Linked DNA regions of Mus musculus: region 2 is linked to region 1. A link is a contact called in public promoter capture Hi-C data. All regions are on one chromosome and are shown on one strand. The core of a region is the stretch at or near the end of the contact, and the rest is flanking DNA. Distances in the headings are between cores, read along the strand shown. Region 1 overlaps Oca2 (oculocutaneous albinism II). Region 2 holds the start of Gabrg3 (gamma-aminobutyric acid (GABA) A receptor, subunit gamma 3).

Region 1 (6,302 bases), core at 2,472-4,971:
AAGTAATCTATGGGTTTAATACAATCACCATTAAAACACTAACAACAGGATATTTTCAAAATTTTTAACTTTCACATAGAAGCATAAAAGATTCCATCCACATAACCAAAGCATGATGAAGCAGGAAGAATTGGGCTGGGGGCATCATGATATTTGACCTCAAACTATACTATTACAGAAGCATAATAGCAAAACTTGTATTATACTGGCACAGAAACAGACATATAAACCATTGGAGTAAAACAGTATGCTCATAAATAAACTCACACAACTATAGCATCCCAACAAAGGTGCCAAAAATATAGAGAAAATAAAACAACAACAATAACCAGCCTCTTCAGCAAATACTTCAGGGTACACTGACTATCCACATGCAGAGGACAGAAACTAAAAGGAAAAAAGAAATGATGGAATTAGAAGGTAACTGGCTGAAGCTAGAAACAGTCATTCTGAATCAGGCAACTGAAACTAAAGCCATGCTTCCCATCCTGCACAAAATCGATTCAGAATGATTCCAAGTCCTTAATGAAAGACCTGAGAATCTGACACTGCTCAGAGGAACATAGTAAAATTCTTCAAGGTACAGGCACAAGCAACTTTTCAACAAAGTCTCCAATCGCATAGAAAATAACCTCAAGAAATGAAAAAAAGGAATTATACAAAATTAAAAGGCTTCTGCACAGCAAAATCATGAGCATAAAAGTGAAGAGATAGCATACATGATGGGGAAATTTTGCTGCCTACATATCAGACAGGCAGTTAATATCTACATTATACAAATAGCTTCAAATATTAAACATCAAAATAATGCATTATCCAATCAGTAAATAAGCCAGTATACTGAAGGTGGTTTGCAAAAAATTATAAATGGCCAATAAATATCTGATTTTTTAAACATACTTAGCATCAGAACAATGAAAATAAAACTTCTTTGCACTTATATATAACCACAATCAGAATTGCCATCATCCATGAAGAAAATGACAACAAACCCATGGATGGGGGTAAATGGAAGGCTTATTTATCATTGGTGGAAATGTAAACCATAAAACAACTGTAGAAATCAGCTAGAATCTCTTCAAAAAACTAAAACTAAAATTCAGATATGCCATTTATGGGCATGAACCCAACAGATCCCATATCCTACTGCAAAGGTACTTGCTCATCCATGTTCACTGATGTTCTGCTCACAAAAGCAGTCAATATACCCATCAACTAAAGAATGGAGAATTCAAATATGGCATTTTCTACAATGAGCTATTACTCAGCTATCAGGAAAAATAAGATGATGGAATTAGAAGGTAAGTGGCTGAAGTTATTCTGAATGAAGTAACAGAGACTCAGAAAGACAAAAGTCAAATGCTTTCTCTCACTGTGGATGGTAGTTTTGAATCTTTAGATGTGAGTGTTTTATTTGGAATGCCCCTAAAGGTAAGGAAATTATTAAAGGCCTACAGGTAAAGTTGTTCAGGAGATGGAAGATAGAATATCCTGACATAATGGGTTAAAGGAGACTTAAAGAATAGAAAGGGGTAGATTGTGATATAGGAGGGAGGACAGAGTAGGAGAGGAAAACTGAAAGGGAAAAAAAAGCACCAGAAACTTTTCAAACCTCACATGAAAATCTACTACTTAGAAGTTTCCTAAAATACATCTATACACATACACAACGAGAGCCAAAATTAAGTTTTCCTACAATGAATCAACAATGATCCTACGAGACACCAGAAGTTTAGTGCTGGGAATGGGTTGCCTCTGTAGGACTTGTTGTCCAATGAGGCATGCTTCTATGTTGTGCTTGCAGACAGAAGCCTAGCATAGCAGCCCTCTGAGAGGTTCTACCCACCAGCTGACTGAGACAGATGCAGATACCACAGTAAATATTGGACGAAAGTCAGGGCCCCTGTGAAAGAGTTATGGGGTGATTGAAGGCCCTCTAGGAGATGACAACCTCACAGGAAGACCAACAGTGTCAACTAACCTGGACCCCTGGAAACTCCCAGAGAATTGAGCCACCAACCAAAGAGCATACCCAGGCTGGTCTAAGGCCCTCAACACATTAGTAGCAGAGGGCTGCCTTGTCTGTCCTCAGTGAGAGAAGATGCACCTAATCCGGCAAAGACTTAATGCACCAGGGTGGTGGGATACTGCGGGGGGAGGCTGCCCTCTCAGAGGGAAGGGCTGGGGTGGGGGAGGAGATGTAGATAGATAGATAGATAGGTAGATAGATAGATAGATAGATAGATAGATAGATAGATAGATAGATAGATAGAATTATCATATGACCCAGGTATATCACTTGTGCATATTTACCTGAAGAATTCTAAACTAACATACCAAAGAGATCACACACATTGGTGTTTACTGCTGAACCAGTCACAAGGACTACACCTAAGACATGGAATCAGCCTAAATGTCCATAAACAAATGAGTATGTGCTAATACACACATACACACAGAGACTCACACAATGGCTATATAATCACAGACACAAAATGAAAATTTTTAGCCGTAAAACACTATCATATTTACAGGAAAATGGATGGACCTGGAAGACCATTATGAAACCACTATAAGCCAGAAAGACAAGTGTCACGTGTTTTGTCTTCTATGTAGAATATAGATTTAATTGCATGTGCGTGTGCATGTGTGTGTGTGTCTGTGTGTGTGTCTGTGTGTGTGTGTGTGTGTGTGTGTGTGTAGAGTCATGACTGCAGATAAGGGATCATGAGTGAAATTAGGAATAGATTTTCAGGAAGCCAGGAAGGGTAGAAAGGGAGTGGCTAAGAGAATCCATGGGACATGAAAGCCAAAGGGAGGACTACTTGAGAGATGGAAGGAGACAAATGAGAGTGGAGCAGATCATGGAAGGGTGTGGCAGAAGGGAGATGAATGAGAAAAAAGAACAGCACCTGCATGAAATTGCCATAATAAAACCCATTGTTTTGTATGCTAACTTTAAAATTAATTTTTAAAAAATAAAAAATAGACTTGCAAGAGTCAAAAAGGCCATTACTGAGAAATTTGGGAAATGTTCTGCCTTTAGAAGTGAAAATATAATAACAGGGGACAACAGGGAGGCAATGAACCCATGCTTGGTCAGGAACTCTTTGGTGAATCATATTTTTGCTAGCTATTTTTCTTCCTCTCTGTTTGAGGAAGGCACAACTTTATAAATAACGTCTTAAGATTAAAATACGTATTGTGAATAATTTTTAGAAACCTTTCCAATCAAAGCAATACATAATAGCATCACATGTTCTCTGACGTAGTCTTTCTCTGCCTATACAGCAGTATTCATTCAGTATTGTGCCGTCTAAGTCAGATCCTTGTGCTGTATGAACTTGCTAGTGTAAGCCATTTCCTCCAGACTTATTTTGAGCAAATTATATTTTATTAGCGAATTAAAACAAATGTATATGTCACAAAAACAATTCAAGAAAAAGACAGAATAATAACCAAATAAACATTTTTATAAGAAACATTTAAATGTCAGAAATAAAAACCCGGGTCACCTTAACATTAATCATTACCATTTCCCATTTAGTGAATATGTAGAAAGATGTGCAGCCTTAGGCTTCACTCTGCAAACAAAATGTAAAAATCTAAAATCGAGTAACAGTTCCAAAGCCTTACCTCCATCAGCACAAAGAGTGCTGCAAAGAAGAGAAGAGTCGCCCACTCTACTCTGTGTAGAATGATCTCAAAGTCATGAATATCAGCTAAAATTAGCAACCAGATGGCACCCAGAATAGCAATCCATCCTGTAAAACAGACAAAATACAGCCTGTAAAACACCATTGCTAGCACACCAGTGGATGATTTATCTTCTGAATGGTTTACATTTTTTTGTTGAAAACAATGCTGTACTGCAAACTGTGTATATTTTAAAGTATAATTTCTATTTTGGCTTATGTATACATTCATGAACCAACACTGCAATCAAGATAATGGGCATATTCATCATCCGCAGAACTCATGCTCATTCATGCTCTATCCCCCTCCAGATCCTTCTGTCACTGTGTGCTAGCACACTCCCAACAGAACAGCCTTCTCTTGTCTCGATAGATCAATTTATATTCTCTGTATTCTCTATGAATGAGGATTTGTATTTTTATCTCTTTCTTCCTCCCTCCCTCCTCCTAATGCTTCAACTCAAACCCCAAATCTCACACATTTTATACAAAGGTCTACTCTTGCTGTCACATTCCCAAATGATCTAATGGCGCATGTTTTTATGTGACAGTGGTCAGATTACCTTGACAGAAAAGCAGCATTTAGCACAATTACTTTAAGGTTCTTCCCTTTCACATTGTGAGTTAAATTCAGTGTTCTTCACCAGTCAGTGGTATATTTGGCTATGCCATAACGTACATTCCATTTTCCCACTAAGAGCATCTCAATAGTTTCTAGTGCTTGGCTATTACAAACAAATGTAAGTAAATATTCACAGACTAACAGCTAGAATGACCTTCCTCTATGTGACCAGAACCCTGAAAAGGGGTAACAAATTGTCCTGGACCTGAGAAACTTATCCAGCTGCTTTTGGAGATCACAGAGTCATGAGGCCTGTCCCCTTATTCCCCAGGTTCCCTGATTGTCAAAGACACATTCTTCATTGACTCTTCTCATCTTGGTCAACATCTGGTCAGGTTCTAGTCATTTCTGATGCCTGAGGACTGTGGTACTATAGCTCACAAGTCATGTCACATAAGGTGATTGGAAATATTTCAGAGTATGTTTTGTGTAATGGCTCATCAGTATACACTCACTACTCCTTACTCTGTTGTTCTCCTTCCTACTGGAAGCTTTCTCAGTCCCATGGATGAAGCTACAAGATCAACATATTCACTGAGCTGTTAGCAAACAAAATCCACATTCCCATCCAGAACTTGAAGTAGATTTAAGCTCTAACCACCATTTCTGTCTTGCCAAGGTGATTCAGAAACTGTGTGCTCATCTGATGGCATCAAAAATGTTAGTTCTCTGTCCAAAAGGATCCCTATTGATCAATACTAAACACAGAACAAATAAGAAAAACTTTTGAGATAGTAGGACCAATGTTCTACCCAACATATCTTATTCTATTCCAAAGCATATGGCCTAAGGAAAAGCTGCAATGTACATCATTTAAGTAATATTGTGCAAATAGTCAAAGAAAAACTAGTTAGCCATGTTGTTTAGTTTTGTTCTAATATGCTGTACTATTTCCTAACAACAAAACACAGTTTCCACAAAAAATTGAAAAGCTTATGAAATAATCATATCTAACAAGATTTTTCAAAATCATTGCTTAAGTTATAAATGCTGAAAACTTGAAACATGGCCATAACAAATGAAATAGTCAACAGACCTTATTGTTTCTAATATGTTGACTCAAAATAGAGATATTCAGAATTTTAGGGAAAATCCCTAGTCCTGGTATTTCTAATAAGCCTTTACATATAAACAGCTTTATTTAGTATTCTAAAAACAAATGTGAGAATTGCCCATCTTACAAATGCTAAAGGAAAATAAAACTTACATAGAAAACTAAATATTAGTATGTTTGATACAACTTAAATTGTCAAGGTTAATTGTCCAGGAGAAAATCATATTAATAAATATTAATCACTTGGTTTCAGAGTTTAATAATTGCCTTGAAACATGGCTTACTATTTTGCTGATAACTAATAGATATTTCTGTTTATATGTACTTTTCAGAAAACCTGTTGCTGGAAAGTTGCATAGTGTCTATCAAAATCACTTTTAAAAAGCCAGCTGTCTTAGTGTTTGTGCCAACCTTTGTGATACAAGATATTGAAAATGAAAAATGAAAGGTGGATGGGCAACCAAATTCTTGGCTCCAAATTCTTCATCTCTGTGACCTCAACATAAGAAACTAGCTGCATTATTCAAACCATAGTAGAGACAATAAAAGAGCAGGTGGTAGTACTTGGGTAGTTGTAGCTGAAACATGGCCAACCTTGCAGAATGCACCTATGGGTTCCTGTCAAAGGTCTGAATAAGCCAGAGAAGAGGGGATAGGCTTCTTAGTTTTAAATCTCACAGTGTCTGTATGATGGCCAACAAGTGCAACTCAGTCAGATCATTAAAGTTACCCTGACAACCAAACCTCTCCAGGTATTCAAAGATCGCCATAGTCTCCAAGGAGAGACGCACAAATCACCAGTGAGCAGCAGACAGGAACATCTTCCCTCGAAAAGAAGTTTTTATTGAGAAGTGAACAAAAAGTCTCACCCCCAACCAAGAAGCTGCTTGCAGTGGATACCTGCTGGTAAAGGGACAATTCATTTTTGGTG
Region 2 (6,302 bases), core at 1,141-3,640, 1.0 Mb before region 1:
TTCCAAACTTCAGAAGAGGTCAGGTGTCACTCATTCATAATAATAGCACATCAAACCTATGCAGCAAAGAAAAGAATAAACCCTGCCAGCATGGGGCTGTACACAGGTCTCACATCTATTCCACTGACAGGTTGTGATAAATACAGACACATATAATCCCAGGACACCTCTCATTATGCTGACATTTTACAGAGCCATCCAAATGCCAGTCTGTCCGTACTGTATAATAGATTGTAAACAACTCATGTTCTGAAAAAAACTGATGAGAATATAGCATAACAGGAAGACTCAATGAGTGTCTGCCCTGCTTCGTGTTCTAAGGACAATGGACACAGCGACTAAGGGTGATTATGCAGATCTTAGCCTTGGGGGTGGTATTTAACCTCCTGGGACTCTTCTCTACTTATGCAGTGGGATTATTCTGTGAAAATTTGAATGAATCAACCACACTGACTCTTGGCTCCTCCCATGGAACCATGCCTGACATTATTTTTACCTATGTTCCTGTAACTATGTCAAAAATGCAAGCATGAAAGACTGCTACATTTACTTTTTAGTTTTCTTACAGAATATCTTTTAAACTTAGGTGGTGATGACAGGCAGGTGGCTCTCCTGTAACTATGAATTCTGCTTCTTTGGGTTCAAACACACTTGAATACAAATATTGTCTTTAAAAAGCATATCACTACCAGACAGGCATTTCTCTTATTCCATAAACAACCATAACAACTACTTACATGACATTTATACATAGTAGACATTACAAATAATCTAGAGATGGCTTAAACCATACCAGAGGTCTATGAAAATCTTAACACGTGTTCTGTAACAGATTTAGCATTCCCAGCGATCCTAGAAACCAGTCCTTGGAGTGAAAATTTGAGTCATGATTGCATTTGTTTAGAGACTCAGGATGCTTGTGCACCATCCTTTGACTAGATTCTGAAGGGTTCCTTTGTATGGTACAGAAATTAGAGATGAAGGAGAGTTTGATAGAAACTTCAAGAAGGAAGGTAGGTGTTGGCTGTTAGGAATCTCCATGGGACATAGGCATTCAGACTTATATAAGTGCAGGTAAAGAGGGGTGATAAAAAAATGTCCTGATTGGGGTGAGCTGGGTGACACAGGAAGAAGGCAGTGGCCTGGGATTAACCAAGATAGCACAATCCTTAGTTAAAAGCAATGCTATTATCAAGAAAAGCCTCCAGCCTCCAGCAGGCTTACGATTCTTAACCTGAGAATCTAGAGACAAGGGAGGGAATTCCCAAGAGCTTCAACCTGCTTCTCTCTGTATTTTATGAAAAAGCTTACTGTCAGTGTTTCTAAAATCCCTTCTCTTGGGGAGATAGGAGCATTGTCAACACCCTCCTCCTGGGCCCTAACAACAAAACAGTGTTCACCCCCACACAGTTTAGCCTGTGGACCTGGAGTTTATTGGCCATACCCTACAGAGGTAAGAGGTTGCTGACAGGATCTTGGGTGCTCACAAAACAACTTCACTTAACATGATTAATGGTCTCTTCATCTCCTTGCTCTAGTTTTTCCAAGCCTATGTGTTCTAGTACCTCCTTCCCCTAGACACAGACTATTGGCAATGGGGGGCAAAATTGCAAAGAAATGACTGGGAGAAGTGTTTAGACATCAGGTGAGGATCCAATGACCTTCCCAACCCCTCCTTCTGTGAAAGAAAGCCAGCAATCCACAGGCCCAAACTTGATGCATTCCTGCAAGCAGGCATAGCTACTTATAATGATGGTGGCAAATTGGCTGCAAGGGAAGTACTTTATAGCATCCAGTATTAACGAAACTGTCGTGTCTATGATTAGTAGTTGAAAATATATTTCTAAGGTTTTTTTTTTTTTAATTATGGAAGTAAAATTCCTATTTGTGTTGAAGTTAATGTTTGCATGCCAAAAGATTAGCTTTCTAAACGATCCTACAAATAAAAACAAGCAATTTCAGTTTGGAACATGAAAATAACGTCAGTCCCATCCAACAGGGTCCTTTGCTTTCTGGCTCCGGTGCCTTCTCTCTGGCCTTAAACATTTCACTTCTACTAATTACTGATAGTGTTTTAGTCTCTCTTTTCTGCGAAAAGGGGACATTGTTGGGACTTCCCCAGCAAGCCACAGTTATGAGCACCAGGGGGAGTTCAGGTAAGCAAGCACCACCCTAGAGAAGATCGCCTTTTGGCAAACCATCTCACTTACTTGCAATGGCGTCCCTAAGAGAAGGCACACGGCACAGGGGACAAGCAGGGTGGGTGCGCTGCAGTAAAACTACCAGTGCCCATGACTCCATCGATGACACGGGCCAGTCCCCAGGCCCCTTCTGCGCCTCCTTGCGGGATCCCCAAGCTCTCCTTCCCACCCACCAGCCCCGCCCCCTTCCCGACCTCCCAACTCCGAGTCCATTCAAACCTCGCTGCCTTCGCCTGGCATTGCCAAGCGTGTTAATTGGGGAAACTCCTCCCCGCCGCGGCCGGCGGGCACCACCGAGGCAACCGCGACCTCCCGCCACGCTTCGGAGCGCAGCTGCCCCAGCGCAGAGCCCCGAGCCGGCCCGGGAGGTGGGGGGCTCGGGCTGCGGGAGGAGGGTGCCCGGCCACCTGCTGCCCCCCCTTCCCCGTGCTGATCGCTCCCGAGAGCGGACGCACCCCAGCTCGTGTGCGCCCCGCAGAGCCGGACCGTCGGGGACGCGGCGCTCGGAGCAGACACCTGTCCCTCCCAGTCCGCAGAACCCTGGGCGCTGCAGCCCGTGGGAGTCTAGTAGGCGCCGGAGCAAGTAGAGACCAAGCCCTGCAGAGGCCTCGGACCCGCTCCCGGAGAGCCATGGCTGCAAAGCTGCTGCTTCTCCTCTGCCTGTTCTCGGGCTTGCATGCTCGGTAAGTGGCTCCCAGGCGTTTCCAAGAGGCCGGCGGGGGCGGAAGGGCGGCGGGGGGCGCCGTCTGCCGGCCGCCAGTCCCAGGTGCGCGCCGTCCACTGGGCTGCAGAAGAGGGAAGGTTCCCGCACCTCACCTCCTCACCTGTAGGTCTCCCCCAGGTCCAGACCTCAGCTCCAAGGCCGCCACAGCCCTCTGCAAGCCGGTTTGTGTGGGGACTGTTTGGGTGATTATAGGATGTGGTGGTTTCAAGGGACTTGGGAAATCAAAATGATGAGGCAGTAGCCTTATCTTTCTCATCAGTTATCCAAGGGCTTTCTGACATGCATTGGTTAACACTCTATATGTTCCAGCACTGAAAAGAAACCTCCGGACCCAGGAATTCTGTTTTCTCAACCACCCTATATAGATTACAGAAGAGGTAATTTGCAGGAGGAAAGTGGAGGGGGCTGGGGCAGGTGGTCAGGAAGAGCCCTGCTTCTTCTCCAGGTCCTACAGCAGCACACACAAGCACCCCATCTCTATTAAAGAATCAGGTTGCGGTTCACATGGAAGCTTCTTGAAGCTGTAAGAAATTATCTCACTGTGAATACCCCAAACCAGCACCAGTCAGCTAACAGAAGATTCACCCCGCAGACAGAGAAGGGCTCAGAAGAAGGACAGTGGCACCAGAAGGGTTAAAGCCTGTTGCCATAAACACAACTAGAGATGCTGACATGGTTTAATTCCACCTCCTAGATTGGTGCTCTGATTAGCTCCTGCAGAACTAACCTGAGTTTTGGAAATTCCTGGTTGTCTCCCCAACTGTCACCCTAGGAATTGGAGGACACCCCATTCCCAGAACACACTTGTTTTGACATTTCTCAATTCCCTGGCTTAGAAAGCAAATTAGAAAGGAGCTATCCCTGAGGGTCACAGGTCCTATAGCTGTCACAGGCTTTTATTTCATTCACATTTGTGAAATACTGGAACTCGGACGACAGCCTAATAACCCCCCCCCCCAAACTATGAGAGAGGGCTTCCCAAATTCTTACTGCAACCATAAATAAAGTCCTGCCCCACCGGCCAGGACTTGTTTTTCCTGAATTGACACTGGAGACTTGAACAGTCATTCAGGAAGCAGAGGATCCGAGGCCTCTCCACCAAAGTTTCTTCTCTCCAGGGAGGGAGTTAGAAAGTGCAGTGGAAAGTGTCTTTTGAAGGAGATTGTGCCTGGAGGAATCTTAGTTTAGAGGCAGATACCACCAGAAGCATCAGGAAAGCTACAGTCCCATCACCCAGTCCCTTGCCATAGCCATCAACTCAAAAACCTAGCTTGCAGTTCAGGGTTCAGTCAGTTATTTAGATTTATAGTTGCGGTTCTGGAAGGAAAGCTGCCTGTTTCCCTCATCATTATGTATGTTCCCAGAGAAGATGGAGCACTCTGGTTTCTGAAGATTCCCAAAGACACACAATCTCCAAGGATTCTTCATCTTTCCTTTCCAGCCAAGGTGCACATACTAATGTAATATGCACTCTATTGAGTTTTCAGTCTTGGTAATTATGATTGTAACTCAGTTTAAAAAGAACCCATTTTGTATTTATTGCTATATGTCTCACTTTTGAGGAGGTTACTATTTTTTTTAAAAACGGGTTTTTACAAACATGTAAATAATTGAATGGTCCATCCATCTTTCAATCTATTTTTTAGTTTTTAGAGGATTCTCTTCAGCATTCAAGATGCCTAGCTGGTATGGTTCCCTTGTAGATAAGTTCCGACAGGATGCTCTGTGGTTTTGCAGTGGGGGGTGCCTGCCTACAACAGGGGGTGCCCCTGACACTCATGGCTGAGCTTATTGCACAGGAAAATGCAGTGCTTCCTTTCAATGGTTACTGATTTGGGGGGTTCAGGAGTTCTTTTTGATACTGAAAACACCTTTGAATGTTGTCTCTGCCATTCTGATGATGAGAAGGTGTAAGGATTGAAGATACTGTCTGGGGAGTGAGCATGTGTTTGTTTTATTTTTAAGGAAAAGCTAATTGCAGCAATGCTGTTTAGGATCCAGCAATCTGAGCCGCAGAGTGCTCAGAAGGTTATATATAGCCCCATGTAGAATTTTGAAGAGAAAGGAAATCCCATTTCATCCACCTGCTTGTGGGTCCCCTGAGGTGAGATTAGCTTTTCTCAGGGCACTGCGTAGGGCAAGGGTTCATCTTCTGGATTGGGAGAGGCACAGTGCTGGCAGCTGGGGAAAAGGGACCACTGTGGCATCCTGTGCCAACGATAGAGCTGGGGTTTCATGGAGGAGAGGTAGAGAACAGGCCTGCTTTCCCTGCCTTCATCCCCAGCACTCCCACCTGCCCTACCTAGCCACTGAGGAAGAAGCTTATGCAATTTCAGATAACGCCTCTCACCACTAGAGGGAGAATGAGACTCCTTATATTCCCTGCCCTTGAAGTAGCCAAGTTTTCTGGGACTGTGCAGGAATATAGGAGTGTATATAGTTAACACGGCAGTGAGTATGTTGCCTGTGTACAGTTGACTGTTGGGTCAGGGAGGACCATGGAGCCGCAGACCTGCTGCTTCTGCACTAGTGGAGCAGAGGGCAGGAGAAGAGGAGACCAGGGGAAGAAAAGAAAGGGAAGGCAGGAGAAAGGCATGTAGCAGGGGACTGGTGAGGACTAGCTACCTACCTATCCAATTCTACAGTCCCCAAGTGACTTTGCTCTGGAATAATTTGTTAGATCCTAAAGGCACAGTGTAGCCATCAGCCATCCAAGTAATTCATCCTACCTCTTCTTGTTTTATTTTGCTTTGCAAGGTGATACAATTAACATTCCCGATACAGCTTCTAACTATGTAAAGTACTTGAATATTTAAAAGTTCTGAAATATCCTTTGTACAAGTACGGTTTTACAGGTAGTGAACTGCATTCTCCTTACTGGGTGAAAGGGGTATTAAATATCCTAAATTCCTCTTTGTGGTGAATATTCTGCTTAGGTAAAATCCACAACTGTTCTGGAATTTGTGGATGGCTTAATTTAATTTTCTAGCCAGCCGGGTATTCATGAAATAGAATTCAGTTTAAGATCAGTCTAGGAGAAGCTTAATCGCAAAAGCAATGCTACAAGATTATCAAGATCTCTCACACACATGGATAGTTGTTCTTTCATGTCCATATTTACAGTTCCAAGTAGCTGTTGATTAGGAAAAAAGGTTTTGAGCATGTACAGGCTTCTTCTTGCCCTTATTCCCTAACCAATACCTTGTAATAACCATTTACGCAGCAGACGTGTAGAACTACTCACACGGGAATGATTAGAAGCGTTTGTGAATGTCACGTGTAAATAGAGCGTCATTTTATGAGTAGACTTCACCATCTTCAGATTTTCAACTATTTTGGGAGTTCTGTGAACAATATTTAGTAAAGAAGAGTCAGCA

Evidence for each region. Promoter capture Hi-C pulls out the DNA fragments that hold promoters and counts their contacts.
Region 2: a contact with region 1 is called in a promoter capture Hi-C map of hippocampal neurons, with 9 times the contacts expected there. The contact joins the promoter of Gabrg3 here to the enhancer-like site in region 1. A contact is called at or near these places in 10 of 39 promoter capture datasets (the 3T3-L1 cell line, 3T3-L1-derived adipocytes, the HPC-7 cell line and 6 more), 1 of 484 Hi-C or Micro-C datasets (uterus) and 3 of 115 datasets of contacts at active chromatin or transcription factors (astrocytes, forebrain and stem cell-derived neural progenitor cells).

What each region holds. Positions count from the first base shown.
Region 1 is chr7:56,354,565-56,360,866 of GRCm38.p6, reverse strand. Oca2 (oculocutaneous albinism II) reads right to left here. Exons shown (of 24, transcript NM_021879.3): 19 at 3,637-3,764. Among named protein-coding and RNA genes, the nearest start is that of Oca2, 120 kb to the right of the region's middle. Within about 2 kb of position 3,721, at least 9 of the 459 cell types and tissues checked have an H3K27ac peak or open chromatin away from gene starts, as enhancers often do. A contact at or near this core is called in hippocampal neurons, where this site is marked.
Region 2 is chr7:57,383,303-57,389,604 of GRCm38.p6, reverse strand. Gabrg3 (gamma-aminobutyric acid (GABA) A receptor, subunit gamma 3) reads left to right here and starts at 2,390. Exons shown (of 10, transcript NM_008074.3): 1 at 2,390-2,884. The coding sequence starts at 2,832. It overlaps Gm9962 (predicted gene 9962), which reads right to left and starts at 2,333. Exons shown (of 3, transcript NR_033504.1): 1 at 2,211-2,333.